3 separate regions of the Rattus norvegicus genome follow, and all the other regions are linked to region 1. Evidence: chromatin contacts called from public Hi-C data. All regions are on one chromosome and are shown on one strand. Each heading gives the region's core, a stretch centred on a gene start, on an enhancer-like site or on the middle of the called end of the contact. The rest is flanking DNA. Distances are from core to core; before and after follow the strand shown.

Evidence for each region. Hi-C and Micro-C count contacts between places; a contact is called where the count stands out from the background.
Region 2: a Hi-C map of Schwann cells shows a contact between it and region 1, with 5 times the contacts expected there. The contact joins two enhancer-like sites. A contact is called at or near these places in 2 of 12 Hi-C or Micro-C datasets (the A7r5 cell line and Schwann cells).
Region 3: a Hi-C map of Schwann cells shows a contact between it and region 1, with 5 times the contacts expected there. The contact joins two enhancer-like sites.

The regions. Positions count from the first base shown.
Region 1 is chr17:2,048,412-2,053,216 of GRCr8, reverse strand. The region is part of intron 3 of Aopep (aminopeptidase O); the gene reads left to right. Among named protein-coding and RNA genes, the nearest start is that of Aopep, 82 kb to the left of the region's middle. Within about 2 kb of position 1,991, at least 22 of the 93 cell types and tissues checked have an H3K27ac peak or open chromatin away from gene starts, as enhancers often do. A contact at or near this core is called in Schwann cells, where this site is marked.
Region 2 is chr17:1,844,199-1,849,003 of GRCr8, reverse strand. All of the region lies in intron 13 of Aopep (aminopeptidase O), which reads left to right. Among named protein-coding and RNA genes, the nearest start is that of Mir23b, 27 kb to the right of the region's middle. Within about 2 kb of position 1,858, at least 54 of the 93 cell types and tissues checked have an H3K27ac peak or open chromatin away from gene starts, as enhancers often do. A contact at or near this core is called in Schwann cells, where this site is marked.
Region 3 is chr17:1,875,966-1,880,770 of GRCr8, reverse strand. It overlaps Aopep (aminopeptidase O), which reads left to right. Exons shown (of 17, transcript NM_001012346.2): 12 at 1,834-1,902; 13 at 2,003-2,077. Among named protein-coding and RNA genes, the nearest start is that of Mir23b, 59 kb to the right of the region's middle. Within about 2 kb of position 2,145, at least 56 of the 93 cell types and tissues checked have an H3K27ac peak or open chromatin away from gene starts, as enhancers often do. A contact at or near this core is called in Schwann cells, where this site is marked.

The DNA of each region.
Region 1 (4,805 bases), core at 742-3,241:
TTTGAAGGTTATTCTCTCCCGATCTCCTGTGTCCAGGGCTATACTTCCTGCAAAGAGAGAGACCTGAGACCTTGTAGGGTGTCCTTGGCCTGTGAAGCCATTGTCTGGCCTGGTTAGGGAAGACTGGTGGGCACTGGCCCACCTGATGCCAGTTTCAGCCTTCAAACAACAGTGAGGAAGACAGATGTGGACAAGGCAGTGTCATAGGTGCCAATAGCTCGTAAAGTAGGTCATGTAAACACAACATCTCAGTAGGAACAGAAAGGATGCTGGGGTTTGCTGAAGCACCTGGGGATGGAGAAGGATACCATGAGGGGAAGAACAATGAAATGGGGAGCCTGCATCCCTTCCAGTGTGTACATTGTGCTTACGTGTTTCTGTGATATTCATATTTATATACTGTAGTTACACACTCATAAATACATGCATTCCTATATAGCTTGCATTGGTAATGGTGTTCCCAAAGCATTGCTGCCATATGGAATAGTTTGGGCAGGAAGTTCTGAAGAAGGGATTGTGGCTAGAGAAATAGTTTTAAGGTAGGAAATACATTAGATCTGGAGAGAGAAACATGATATGTCACATGAGAGCACACTAATTAGACATCACTGAGGGCTTCATTCTGTTTGTCTACCCTGCAGCAGAAAGCGTCCAAGGTTACATGAGTGCTTCCAGTAGGAAGACTTTGCATGTCTTTCTAAATTTTCAGAGAAAACAACAATTTCTTTTTTAAATCTCATGTATCTGGCTGACCTTAAACTGTTTTTTGTTTATTAATTTTTATTCTTGTTGTTATTTTTTAATTGAGACAAGATCTCACGTTGATCAAGCTAGCCTCAAGCTTGCTATGCAGCCAATCATGATCTTGAATTTGTGTCCTGCCATTGCCTTTCAGGCGCTGTTTAAGTGGTGCTGGGGATTTAACCAATTTAGTTTTCCTATATGCAAGGCAAGAACTCCGCCAACTTAACAACAACATTTTGCCACTAACTCTTTAAATATCAGGCATTCTTGCCTGTGCAGAAGTAGGGTTGCCTGTGGTGGTAGCTGCCTTTGGAGTTTCAGTGATGTGCCAGGTATGCAGGACTTGACTACCCATATACCACATTAGCTTATTATTGCTAATTTGTACAACCAAAATGTGACTTCAGGACTTTGATTTTTCTAATTTTTTCATTTTATAAAAATGCCTGTCTCAAAATAGTGACGTTTTCACAAGTGTAAGATACAGAGTCACACTCACATCCCCTACTCCCCTGCTCTTACCCACCAAGCCGAGGCTGACTTTGCCTCTCCTCACTGGTACTTTACTCTGTCCTTATGAGGAGAGTGCCCAGATCTGGTCTGTGACAGTTTTCAGAGCAGTGAATGAAACAGTGACTGGAGTGATGGTGTTAGTTAGCATGCCTAGGTCATGGTGTACTTACTTTCAGAAGTAAATTCTTACTGTGACGTATTTAGTGTGATGGGCATTAAACCCAGAGCTCTGTGCAGTTACATGAGTACTCATAGCTGAGATGCATCTGAAGCCAAAACCAACCTTTTAGATCATCTCTTTTGATTTGAAAATCAACCCCTTTCACGTCCTGTTATTCTTTCAAAATCCAGTTGTCTCTAAGGAAATTTTCAGTCCTGTTTTGAAGATGATAATGTTTATTTAGGTCTTATTTTAGCTGCTGTCATGCTTGTAAGACAGATGTCTCATGGCACAGCAGCCTTGTGAGATTATTGAAATAAGCCTCCAATATGTTCTAACTTAAGAAATGGTACAGGGTTAAACAGTGTAAAGAGTTCTGGTCTCTGTTTGAGGAGGGCTCATAAACCCACAGTTATAGAAGCTGTATAAACGGGAGGGTGAACCAGAGAAAGGGAGCACCATTAATGTCGGGCATCTCCACAGCCCCCATTTCTGCTGCCTTGTTAATGAGTCCAGGCCTGGCTATGAAGTCATCCAGGAGAATGACAGGCTTCTGGCTTCTACAGAGGAAAAACTTTGGGCTAATGTAAGTACAGTGTGTTTTCTTTGTTTTGCAGCTGGTCCTGTGAGGGGGTTGGGTACAAGCGAATCGAATAAAAAGGAAAATGAAGGCATTCACTGTCTATTTCGTGGAGGGCAGCTCACTGAAAGTAAACAGCATTTAAATAGTCTCCAAATGGCCCATTCTATATGAAGTCATGCAGGATGCCCCCTTTGGGCTGTCACTCTCCTTTAAATGGACCACTTTGTGTGCACTGCGTTTGAATGCCGTTCAACCTTAAACCCCAAACATGGGCCTCATCAGGTCATGGTTTCAGGGCACATGTGGCAGCCATACCTTCAAACATCCTGCTTCTGCCTCCAGAAAAGTCATCCTGAGTGGCCGGCCAGGGGAGGCAGCTGCAGAGCAGAGTGGCTCAGATGATGACAGCCCAGTGACAATGACAGGGACAAATGCTGTGGTAGCACTGTGCCTCATGACTTCTACTGCTTACCCACTTTATTCCTCACATGGTTCTGTGAGGCAGGCATGATGATTGTCCCTCTAGTACATGTGAGGTATCCAGAGATACTAACATACTCTAGCTAGCAGGTACTGAGCAGGAACTGGACCCTAAGTGTCCAGAGCCAGCACTGACTCGTGGTTTACTGCAAAGAAATAAACCCTGGGTGGCTGGGGAGATGGCTCAGCGGTTAAGAGCACTAAGTGCTCTTGCAGAGGTTCTGAGTTCAATCCCCGGCAACCACGTGGTGGCTCAAAACTGTCTGTAATGGTGTCCTCTTCTGCTGGTGTGTCTGAAGACAGCAACAGTGTACTCACATACATAAAATAAATAAATAAACAAAACAGAAAGCAAGAAACCCTCACCAATTCTGTCTACAAGGAAGGCTGCGTGCAAATGGCAGGCTCTCCGAATATACGCCCTGCCTGCTGCCCACGCAGCACTGCCCTGGGTGTAGGTAGATTCTGCAAGGCTCACAGTGCACTGCCCAAGAACAACACAGAAGAGCTTTTGATTCCTGGAGAGAATTCTGGAAATGCCCTCATGGTCCAAATTAAAAGACCTTTCCAGGACACAGGAAGTTCCCCCACAGCCCAAGGCTGGCTCGAACAAGATGCAGACAGAGGTTCTTGAGAAGCTGCTTTCTAAGAGTTCTATGAATCATCCAAGGCCTTTGGAGCTAGATCCCTGAGGGCCAAGCAGTCTGTGTGCCCTGTGATGCTCCCTTGGGCGACCAAACGTTTTGTTTTAAAAGCCTGAGGTGTGAAAGAGTCTCTCCCAAGCAAGCTCTCCAAAAGAGAAAATGCAGAGCCTTCATGGCTGTGCAACAGGAAACTGTCTGCCGTTCTTGAGACACAAATGCAAGTGCAGACGTCCAGACAGACGCTCAGATTCTGATGTCTTCGTGGCACTTGTTGTCGTGTGGGACAATGTTCACTATGCTCCTATTGTCCCCAAAGTAATAAAATAAAAAATTAATGTGATTTTCAATACATTAAAAAACAAATAAACCATTCTTTCTATTGTTTTAACTTCAGAGAAGACCTTGAGGAAGCAGTGGTGGCTTCAGCTGTCTCTGCTGGACTTCAGCAGGCTCTCTGTGGCTTTCACTGTCTCACCTGAGATGCATAGTGTTGTAGCTGCTAACTTTCTCTACATACTCCTCCTATTGCTGTCGCCTTGTGTCCTGTAATGCCGTCGACACCTCACCTTGAGTGCTAGGTGAAGTATCATGTGATTGGCCCTCTAGTTCTTGGTGACCTTAGAAGTGGTTCCAGTACCTGACCACCCAGGCGTCTCTCAAACTAGACAGATAGTAAAGGAGCAGGTCAAAGGTCGATGCTGAGCACTGGCAGAGAGGCTTGGTGGGCACAGCATTTCGATTTTCCTGCCTACTCCTCATTCTAAATCCTCCTTCCCACTTGAGTTGTATTTTATCATTTATCAGTATCTCAAGACTGAAAGACATCCTCTTTCTGGGTGTGGGACTCTCCTTTGCAAGCTCAGTTAAGACAATAGTAGCCATGGGGTTAGGGCCAGGCAAAAGAAAAGGAGAGATTGCTATTTTTTATAGTTTTTTTAAATTTCTTTTTAATTTTTTTTCCTGGATGGTTTTTGTATTTACATTTTAAATCTTATCCCCTTTCCCGGTTCCCCCCCTCTCTCTTCCCCCTCCCCCTGCTTCTATGAGGATGTTCTTCCTCCCACTACCCACTCCCACCTGGCATTCCTCTACTCTGAGGAAATGAGTCTTCACAGGACCAAGGGCTTCACCTATTGATGCCAGACAATGCTATCCTCTGCTACATATGCAGCTGGAGCCATGGGTTCCCCCACCCCCATGTGTACTCTTTGGTTGGTGGTTTAGTCCCTGGGAGCTCTGGGGAGTCTGGTTGGTTGATATTGTTGTTCTTCCTATGGGGTTTCAAATCCCTTCAGCTCCTGCAGTTTTTTTTCTCTAACTCCTCCATTGGGATCCCTGTGCTGAGTCCAATGGTTGGCTGCAAGCATCCTCATCTGTATCAGTAAGGCTCTGGCAGAGCCTCTCGGGAGACATCCCTATAAGGCTCCTATAGCAAGCGCTTCTTGGCATCAGCAATAGTGACTGGGTTAGGTGGCTGCATGTGGGATGGATTCCCAGGCGGGGCAGTCTCTGGATGGCCTTTCCTTCAATGACTGCTCCACACTTTGTCCCTGTATTTCCTCCCATGAGTATTTTGTTACCCCTTCTAAGAAGGACTGATCCATCCATATTTTGGTCTTCCTTCTTCTTGAGCTTCCTATGATCTGTGAATTGTATCTTGGATATTCCAAGCTTTTGGGCT
Region 2 (4,805 bases), core at 609-3,108, 200 kb after region 1:
GTGAGAGTTCAGTCTCCTACAGACTTGCTTTTAAAATCAAACCCTGAGCATTGGCGCAAGGCTGCTTAAAGTTGATCTTTACAGGAACGTTCTGGGGAGTTCTGCAGAGCCTCTCGCCCGTGCCTCTTTGTTATGCATTTATATTGCCTTCAGTTTTCAAACTGAAAACTACTTTGAGGAATTATGATTTTTAATGATCCGTGTTATTTAAAATATTAACATTCTTAATAAAGAAGTGTTCTGTCTTGCCCAAAAGGAGATTAATTTAGCCAAAACTTTGATTTCTAAATCTTGACTGAAGAATTTGGAAAAGATGAGTCTGGGGGAACTATTTTTCTCCAAAGGGGTGGTCTCCCTGACCTAGTTGTTTACTGTTTATTGGCTGAGAGAGCAGGTGTTTGGGAGTTCCTTCTGTGTCTTTATTTCCCAGCCTCCAGGTTTTTGGTATTAAAGCATTGAGCAGAGTTAGATACGCTGACTTTGGTTTGCATTTGTTTTAACTATTTCTTTATACTGTTTAATCTAGAAATTATTTGTGTTTTTGGTTTTTGTCTGTTTCTTTGCATACATCTTTTAAAAAGACTTAAAATGATTGCTACACTTAAGGTTTAAACTGTGCTTAGCTGCTAAACAAAAATGGTGTTTTGTAAGAAAATAAAATGCTGTATTAATTTTCCATAGCCGTGTACCGTTAGACTGTTAGACCCCTCATCTGAAACTGGAATATACCCTAGTGAAAGCCTGGAAGGAGACAGAAACTGTAATTAACAAAAAATTAAAAATTTTAAAGTCTATTGTGGGTGGGTCCCACTGAAAGACTTGTATAATGTATTTGTGCCAGGTTGTTTAGGGTCAAGGTTTTTATTTCTTCCTCCCAGACAGTAGTTCATTGCCTGAAACTTAAAAATAAAATAAAAACGCTTCGCACAAATACACCCTGTAAGCTTGGGGACAGTTCTAAAAGGGTGCAGACGACTTAGATCAAACTAAGACTGGCATGTGGCAGGTACCAGGCAGCCTTCATGCGATGCCATATTTTCTGTACGCATATTTTATGGGTATGGTTCTAGTCCCCGAAATTTCACTCAGCATCTAAAACTGGAGTGAAATTTTAATACTTAAAATTGTTAATGGGTTTCTGCCAGATGTATTTTGCTTGTTTGGGGGGGAAATCCTTATGGTTTTGTTTGTGACGATGTATCTTCAAATGCCAGCTTCTCCTTCCTGGAACCTAACTGTGCTCACAGCGGTAATCACGTTTGAAGAGGCAGCACTAGGGACCGTGGTGGAGTGGTTCTGTTGTTCGGATTTATCCTCGTGACCAGACTGCCAGTGGTGTGTCCTGGGAGTGTTTCTTCTCATCAGAGCTTGTGGCAAACCCAAGAAACTTATTCTGGCATCTCTTTATCTCTTTCCCCTTCCTCTTTCAGGTAACTGTTGTTAAGGATTTGGAGTGAGAGGTCGGCAGTCGCCCCCACCCCCACACTCCTAATTAGCAATTATGCAGATTGTTTACTAGAAACCGGCTAGGCAGCTTATTCCTCTTCTGCCCTCCCTCCTAGTCCTGCACGTTGCTTCCTGGTGACCCAGGAGCGGTTTTTTTTTTTTTTTTTTTTTTTGCTCCGCGGGGAAAAAACAGACTGTTTTTCAACCGTTGCTTTTACATCCCTGTTATAGCTGGAAAGATCTTCACCGGAAGTGTTCATGGGACTCTACTTTGCTGGAGGTTAAGCCCAGTGTAATGAGGGGGCCTCACCTTAGTGAATTGTAGGAAAAGTGCCGTGTTAAGCCCGCCTTTGTTCCCATTTGAATCACAGGCAGTACTGGGACTGGTCTGCATCTTGTGTAAGTGCCGGGCGGGAGGCGAACATCTAATTAGTGGAATTGCGGGGGGCGGGGCTGTCAGGGCGGGGCAGCCTTGTGGATTGGCTAGCACAGAGGGGGCGGGGCAAGCGGCCCTTATCAGCCAGTACACGCAGGTGCAGGTCCCAGGTCAAGGTAAGGAGATCACGGCTCCCTTGTATTCCCCTGCACCCTATCGGGGATTTTGCTGCTTTGTTCTCCCTTGTTGAAGGCGTCTCTACTCAGGGTGCGTTCCAGGGCATCGGGATGAGGGCGTTTCTACCCGGAGTGCATTCCAGGGCTACGGGGATTATAGTTTCTGGCTTGTCCTGGAGAAAAGATCCGCAAAGAGACTCCCTACCCTGCGGCACGGAAAGCTTGAAGGACACTCCAGGACGAAAACAGCGGCAAGGTGGCTGGTTCTGCCTTTGTCTAGGAATGGTCAGCAGGTTAAATTGAGGTTCTGAACAGCTCTGCTCAGATGGAAACTCAGATCAGAGCAAAGGACGCACTCTTCCTTGACTTTGACGGCATTTGTTTGCGTTGCCCTGCGGTGCACAGTGTGTTCCTTGTATTTCTGCCTCGGCCGTGGTCATTCCTCGCAAAGGTCTGAGTTAAGAAGCTAAGCTGGAGATGAGCAGGGGAAGTGGTTCTCAGCTTGTGGTGTTAAAGTGAGTGATTATAAAGTGAGTAATTTCTGGGTCTCCTCACTTTGAGGGATCTGCAGTCACTCTTTTTTCAGATTATTTGTTTTCGTTGGCACTTAATAATTGCACACATTTAGGGGTTGGGCTGTGGTGTATTGATTCATGTATTGTGTAAACTAGAGTCCTGCCTGACTTTGGAATAATGACCGTTTTAGTTGTCGTGTTGACAGCAAAGTGATGGTGAGAAATGAGAGTGAGTGCCGTGGTGCCTTGTTTTTAAAGTTTCTCTTTTAAAAACTCAGTTATGTAATTTAATTACGTAGGAAAAATTTCTCTTAAGGAAAACTAGCTTCATTTCTTTCTCTTTAAAAAGGATAAAAAAAATTGGTAGTTTTCAAGATAATTCATGTAGTTCCGTTAGGATCTGTGGGAGAAGGAAGGTCTCCTCGGGGATAAAAATAATCAGAGCACTTAGAATGCATTAACACTTCAACAAAACAATGGGGACTTTTCTAAATGGGCCCATTGTACCTATGCAAAGTGAGACACAAGCTGGCCAGAAGCTGAGCAGTTTTATTTTTGTGAAAATTTTAGCAGTGACTTGGTGCCCTTGTGATTTTAGGTGGCAGCTGTCTTGGGGTCACTAGCGTTCTTGATGAGGAAGAGACTGCACAGCCTTAAACCCACACCTCACTATTGATTGAGCATTCCACGGCAGCACAAAGACTTCCTGAATTTCCTAGCCCGGGCTTTGTGGTTGCAGGCCATACCTGCCCTGCATCCAGCCTGGAGCTCACTATGGACCGAAGACCTGAGCACTTCGGGGCCATTCTTAGGCTTCCTGTATGGGGGTGGGGGGTGGCCTCCGTACTTGCCAGTGTTTGTTCCTGACTTGCTTGGTCACTGTGTGTGGAGCATGGCTTTGGATAGGGAGACTTGGTGAGGTTCCTGTCCCATATGTTGCACGCACATCGCAAAGAGCAGCTTCTTCCTTATAACAAATGCTGGTCCAATACAGCCTCCATACCCTTGAGGTTTGCAAAACAGGAATATGTAGCCTAAAAGCCCAAAGCCCCTTTCTGTGCCCCCCCCCCCCAAGTTGTTCATTTCTTCCCCTTGCATGAATATTCTTGAATTTTTCAGAGTTGATCCAGGGTATAAAATGCCCACACTGGAATGAAAGATGGGGTCAACCCTGTAAATCGAGACAGCCACACTGGGTAGCAGTGGGACAGTGGTACCTAGCAAGTGTTTGATTCAATAACAACTGCGTGCTTTGTTTTCCCAGCAGTAATTCATGAAGTAAGATTTGGCCCCCTCTTGTAGCACCCTGCTGTTTGTCTGTACTTGTGGTTGGCTGTACGTACATTAATGATACAGAAGAAACCAACTGGCAAACTGTAGCCATCTGCCAGAATCTGTGGTAGTTTTAGATTTGGGAGGAAAGACAGAAGAACATTAGAAAATAAAATCTGGCCAGAAAAATATTTATGTTGTACAGCTCCTTCTCCTGTGAAGAAAGGCCAGAGCCGGGGCGAGGGGACATTATTTTTTGACTTCAGATGAACAGCTTAGGGTGAAATTCATTTCGAAACTGTTTCAAACTGACTACCCACACCTGAGTGCGTGAGGCGCACCTCTCTGAGCAGTGGCTTCTCTGGGCTTCCGCTGCCTCTCTCGTCCCTCTCATTATAACCGTGTTTTTGTGGCTTTGTTTTTTATGCTAAATCTTAATCCTTGTTAGCAAGTTTAACATGGAGGCCTGGCTTGTTCCTCATGTATAGTAGTCCAGTTTCTTCATCAGTGGACCCTCATCCTCACTAAGCCTGGTCCACTGCATCCGAGACATCAGCATCACACCGTACAGAGCTGATAATGTTCTTTTAGGTCAGAACATTTGGACTTGAATTCTCTGAACTGTTCTACTGCAGAGCAGACCGTCTGTTCTGAACCTTTGCCTGCCTCTGTACATCTGCTCCCAATAGATCATTCACACCATTAAGTTGCTCATTGATGACTCTTCTTGCAGACGTCGTCCCTGTTACTCTATCTTGCCATGTTGGATACTGAATTCATCTTAATCATTTGACTATGAAATCTGGGAGCGGGTGGGCACGTAAAACATGTGGATTCAGTCCACCATAAATCCCCTTAAGCATGCCCACTCTCATGACAGATGTTAAAATAGAGTTGTGTTTGAGCATACTTCGACCTGTTTAAACTTGGGGATTCTAGCTTTGTGATACAGCTTTGAAGGTGGTGTTTTCTGTGGGAGGTGGGCTGTTCTGCACATTAGCACTCAGTCAGAGAAGGCGC
Region 3 (4,805 bases), core at 896-3,395, 170 kb after region 1:
GAGAAGCCTTTCAGACATGATACTTCAGGTAGAAGCCAGAGGCAAGTCATGTGTTTCCAGCAAAGCAAAGGGATGGGATTGCAATTTCCTTTGGAAAGACTCTCATGGCTTCTCTATGGAAGGGATTGTGGGACAAGGGGGTACACATTAGGGCACCATTCAGTCTAAGTCAGAGCTCTTGTGCATTCCCAGTGCTGGGCAGGGGTGAAAAGGGCTGTTTGGTGGGGCCAGAGTTCTAGATGTCTGAACCTAAGATTATTACCGGTGGCTCCATGGGAGTTATGGGTTTGAGAACAATTTCACATACGCATGTGATTTGAGATTACAGTGAAATGAAAACTGGACCAAGGAGGGAAAGAACCTTTACGTACTTTAAATACTATCCAGCCATAACAGATTCTTGTAGATGTCTGTGTTAAAACTTAATTTGTAATAGTTATTTCTTACTATTAATAAACTCTTTGTATTGAACTGTTTGTTAGTATTCTTATGGTAAACACCCAAGGGGAAAAATTAATGATCAAAGGCAGTGTCTGCCAGGATGGATATATATTGATTCTGGAATCATGAGTAGCATAAAGCTTGAATAATTCAAAGTTTTCTTTCTGTTTAAAATTAAGTAGATCTGCATAATGTAATGTATAAAGATTTTTATCTGTTTATATGTGTGTGCTTCCCCGCTTTCCAAAGCATTAAGTATTTCTATGCATTCCCCTTAAAGCAGGACAAAATCGGATGCGATGGTTGTACACGTGTGTAAGGTCATCTTAATACGTGTTAAGTACTTAGCAAGTGGGTATGCATTTTTGCACCTAGACAGTGAGGTACAGAGCTGACTGCATCTGCTTATGTTCTAGAGTTTTGTTTTGTTGGTTTTGTTTGGTTTACATATCTGGAAATGTAAACACTACTAAGAATCCCCAACAGGCCTGTTGTCTATTTTAGGACATAGCCATCTTTAGTGGCCACATGAGGGTCCGGTTGTGTTTGGGAATGGAGGGTACAATAAAGTTTTCCATTCTGGTGTCTCATTAAGCAACTCCTCTTTGTGTAAAGTACTCCATGGCGAAGTTGCTTCTATTTAAAGTCCGGAGTTTGATCTTGCCTTTGATCTAAACCTTTTGATCTTGAAAGAAGGATGGAGTAGCAATAAAGAGGGCCCGACAGACTTTTTTTTTTTTTTAAGAAATGTGATAAAGTTAAAGGGCAGCAGAGTCGGGCAGCAGAGTCAGCCAGCCTCTCCTCAGCCCGGCTGGTGCAGAGGGACGGAGGAACATGGGGCAAGTCCATCCTTAGGTGTGGAACAGGAGGGCCCCCTTTTCAGGTCCATGGTGACGCGTGAATAAGGGACTCCCTATTTCACCTGCCACCTGCCACCTTGGTGGTGCCGGTAGAAAAGTTGCTTCCCCTCGGAATCCCCGGTTCAGGGTCCCTCCAACCTGCAACCTGAGCCTCAGACTACACCGGGGGATTGATGGATGGATGGATGGATGGATGGATGGATGGATGGATGGATGGATGGATGGATGGATGGATGGGTGGGACGGGTGGATAGGTGGGTGGGACGGGTGGATAGGTGGGTGGGTGGGTGGATGGGTGGATGGATCTGTGGGGCGAGGTGAGTCCGGGAGCAGGTCCAGGCAGAGGGTACTTTCTGAGAACAATAACAGCTAGGACCTGGGCGCCTACACCTTTAAGGCAGGCCCCGCCCCGCCCGCTCCCGCCTCGCCAGCCCGCCTGCTCGCTCTCCCGCCCGCCCGCCCGCCCGCCCGCCTGCCGAGGTGTCGCGCTTGTGGCTCTGGGCTCCGTGAACTTGACTTGTTCTCCCCGCAGGCACTGCAGGAGGAGCGCAAGGCCAAGGACTGCTCGCCGAGTAGGCTGGTACGGCAAGTGGGCTCCGAGGTAAGTGTGGTGGGCAGAGGTGACAGCAGTGCCTGCTGCTCAGGTGAGGTGGACACCGGTATCTCGGCCTGCTTTAAATGCTGTTGGGTTTTGACTTCAGGTGGCCAAATGGATTCGAGTGAACCGAAGACCCGGAAAACGCCAACGAAGGAAACGTGAAGCCGCCTTTGAAAAGGTAGGAGGCCCTGGAGAGTGCTGCTGGGAGGAGCTCCTGTGTGCTGCCTGGTGCCCAAGATTCGGTGTCTGCTAGCGATGGGGAGTTTGTGCTTTCTGCAAGAAAGCTTTACCAGTGTGGGAAACAGATAACAGTGGTGTCCGACTTGACCGGGATGGGGGCCTGTCACGTGCTCCTTACACTGCAGGGGTGCCCCCGAGAAACGAAAGCTTCTTCCAGGCAGACCCCCACAGGCAGGCATCAGCACATGGGCCCACAGAGCCAAACCCCTACCAGGAATCCTGTGGGAACTGGCGACCGGCTGTGTGAGAAGTGGGCAACTTCAGACACGCCAGGACCAATTTTCCTTTTCACTCAGCATTCTACCTCCTGAATTTGGAATTTTAATAGTTACTTTGTAGACTTTGCTTGCTGCTTCCCGTCATGAATGCGTGGGGTTGAAACTTGTGATAAATATTTTGAAATCAGGTGAGTAGCCCATTAGCCCCTTTTCTTACTTACTGAAAAGGGGACAAATGTTAATGACATGTTTTGGTTTTGTCAATTTTGCTTAAATATACTTTTGCAGTTGGGCCGGTGTGGGGGGGGTTATAGCACTAAGGGACCAAAATAGCGGTGTGTTGTTCTGCCGCTGGGATAGATGATGAATCACTGGGCTCTGAAGCCAAATCCTTGCTGATAGCTATGCTGCCAGCTTCTGTGTTGCCTTAGTATGGGCATCAGGCATCTGAGAACGTGCACAGAGCTCACAGTAATGGTGATGTGGAGTTTCAGTATGCACTTAAGGACACTCGGGGCCACTTGGAAGAGACCTGGCGAAAGAACTAGCTAGGCATATTGCTGCGGACATGCAAGGGCCCAAACTGTGTGAGAAGTGCTCCCCCTCCCAGCCTCTAAAGAGCAAGCTGTGTGTGTCAACTCAGTTGAGCAGTGGTAAGAAACAAGTCTTCTAAGCAATGGATCTGGAGCCGTACCTTACATGCTAGGCAGGTTGTGATTGTGGTTCTCTCACAACTTAGGTTTCTTTAAAAGGTTTGTGACTAATGAATGAGATCATAAAATAGCTAAAGAGTGAAAAGCCTTCTGGTGTGCCTAGCGCTTGAACGAATGTTTGTAGGTATAGTTATTAAACTGGAAATAAGACCAGCCACACGTGGAAAGGGGGAGACGTTGCTATTGAGTACTTGGTATTGCCACGATCAATCTGAAGCAGTGACCGTCTCTAAAACCCGGGAGGCTAACAAAACACAGAGGCCTCCACCTTCCACCACAGCTCTCCCCCAACCAGGTCTCCGCTGTGCCCCAGTAGGCCTACTGGAAAAGCCGCCCCTGAATTTCTTCCTAGATAATGTGGGTAGTGATTTTAAAGAACTTGAAGCTGAATTGGATGGCCTTTCTTTCTAGGAGTGCAAGGACATCCGGTGTGCCCAGAGACATGTGTTTGTGTGGGTGTCCCCACCCCTTTTTCCCAGGTCCAGCCCCAACATGCACTTTCCCTCCCATACCTGGGAGAAGTGTCTGACAAGAAAGGTGGGCACCGTGAAGGGCCAGGTGAGCAGTCCAGGTCTGTGACCCAAAGGCATTAGAGTGCAACCCGAAAGGCACAGAACCTAGGGATCACTGAGGTGAGCATTCAACCCAAGCCTGGTGCTAGGACTTGATCCTGTTGCTGGTGGGACCTTCAATAGGTCCCTCACTGTTGATTCTGATAAGCTGCTGAGCCTGGCTCATACCTTAATAGCTAGCACTCAAGAGGCAAAGGCTTGAGTTTAAGGCCAGCCCGGTTTATATAGTTCCAGGACAGCCAGAGCTGTGTAAAGAGATCTGTCTCAAAATAAAATAAAAAGGAAAACAAAATTAAAAATGTCTACTGGGCCATAAGCAAGTTAACACATGTGTCCTTTCCGTGCCCCACTGTGCATGTTTCTGCTTTACTAATTTAGCAAGACTGAAATAAGAGTGTATGTGTCAGGCGTGCATGTTCTAGACCTAGCTGCTGTCTGCTCCTTTGTCTTCTTTGTCCTTGCCCTCTCCCCCGATGACCAGCTCCCTCCATATTCTCCATTCCTCAAGTGTCCCGCACCTTCAAACTCTCTCAGGAGTCAACCCAGGTCAGACTGGACTGAACTGGACTAAGTGGATTTGGTTGAACGGGTCTGGTCTGTGGGCTAGATCCAAGGGACTTTGGCTAAGTGGCCTGTACTGACTATGGGAGGACTGCAGCATTTTCCTTCGATAGGCGAAGGCAGCTCTTACTGCCTGGTGAAAAACAGAACTGACTGGATATCTCGAGAAAGGAAAACAGCCATGGCAGCGGGCCAGACTCAGAGCTCTGTGGAAAGAATGTCATTTTATGGGAGACATTTGTTTTCCCCTTAAAGAAATCGTCTTAGTTGCTAAATGGTGGGCACAGTCTGATGGAGCTTGAAATACTAGCTGAGAGTTTCAGCTAGAAAAGCAGTGCAGTCTGTCTGCGAGTCGAGCTAAAGGAACAAGTTACTGTGCCACCTCACCCTGTAAGTGACTGGAGTGCTTTCCCGACTGCCCTGGCCTCATGTGGTGTCTCTCGCTGCCATTCCTATTACCAGGGAGCCATCTTTATGGACTTCCATCACTCTCCCCTTTGCATCTCCTTGGATGTCCCTTGCCGTTCCTTTCCATGTTGTCCTAGCCCCCGCTCTCTGCCGTGAATGTAACCAGACTCCCTCAAACCCGTGTCCTCACTCCT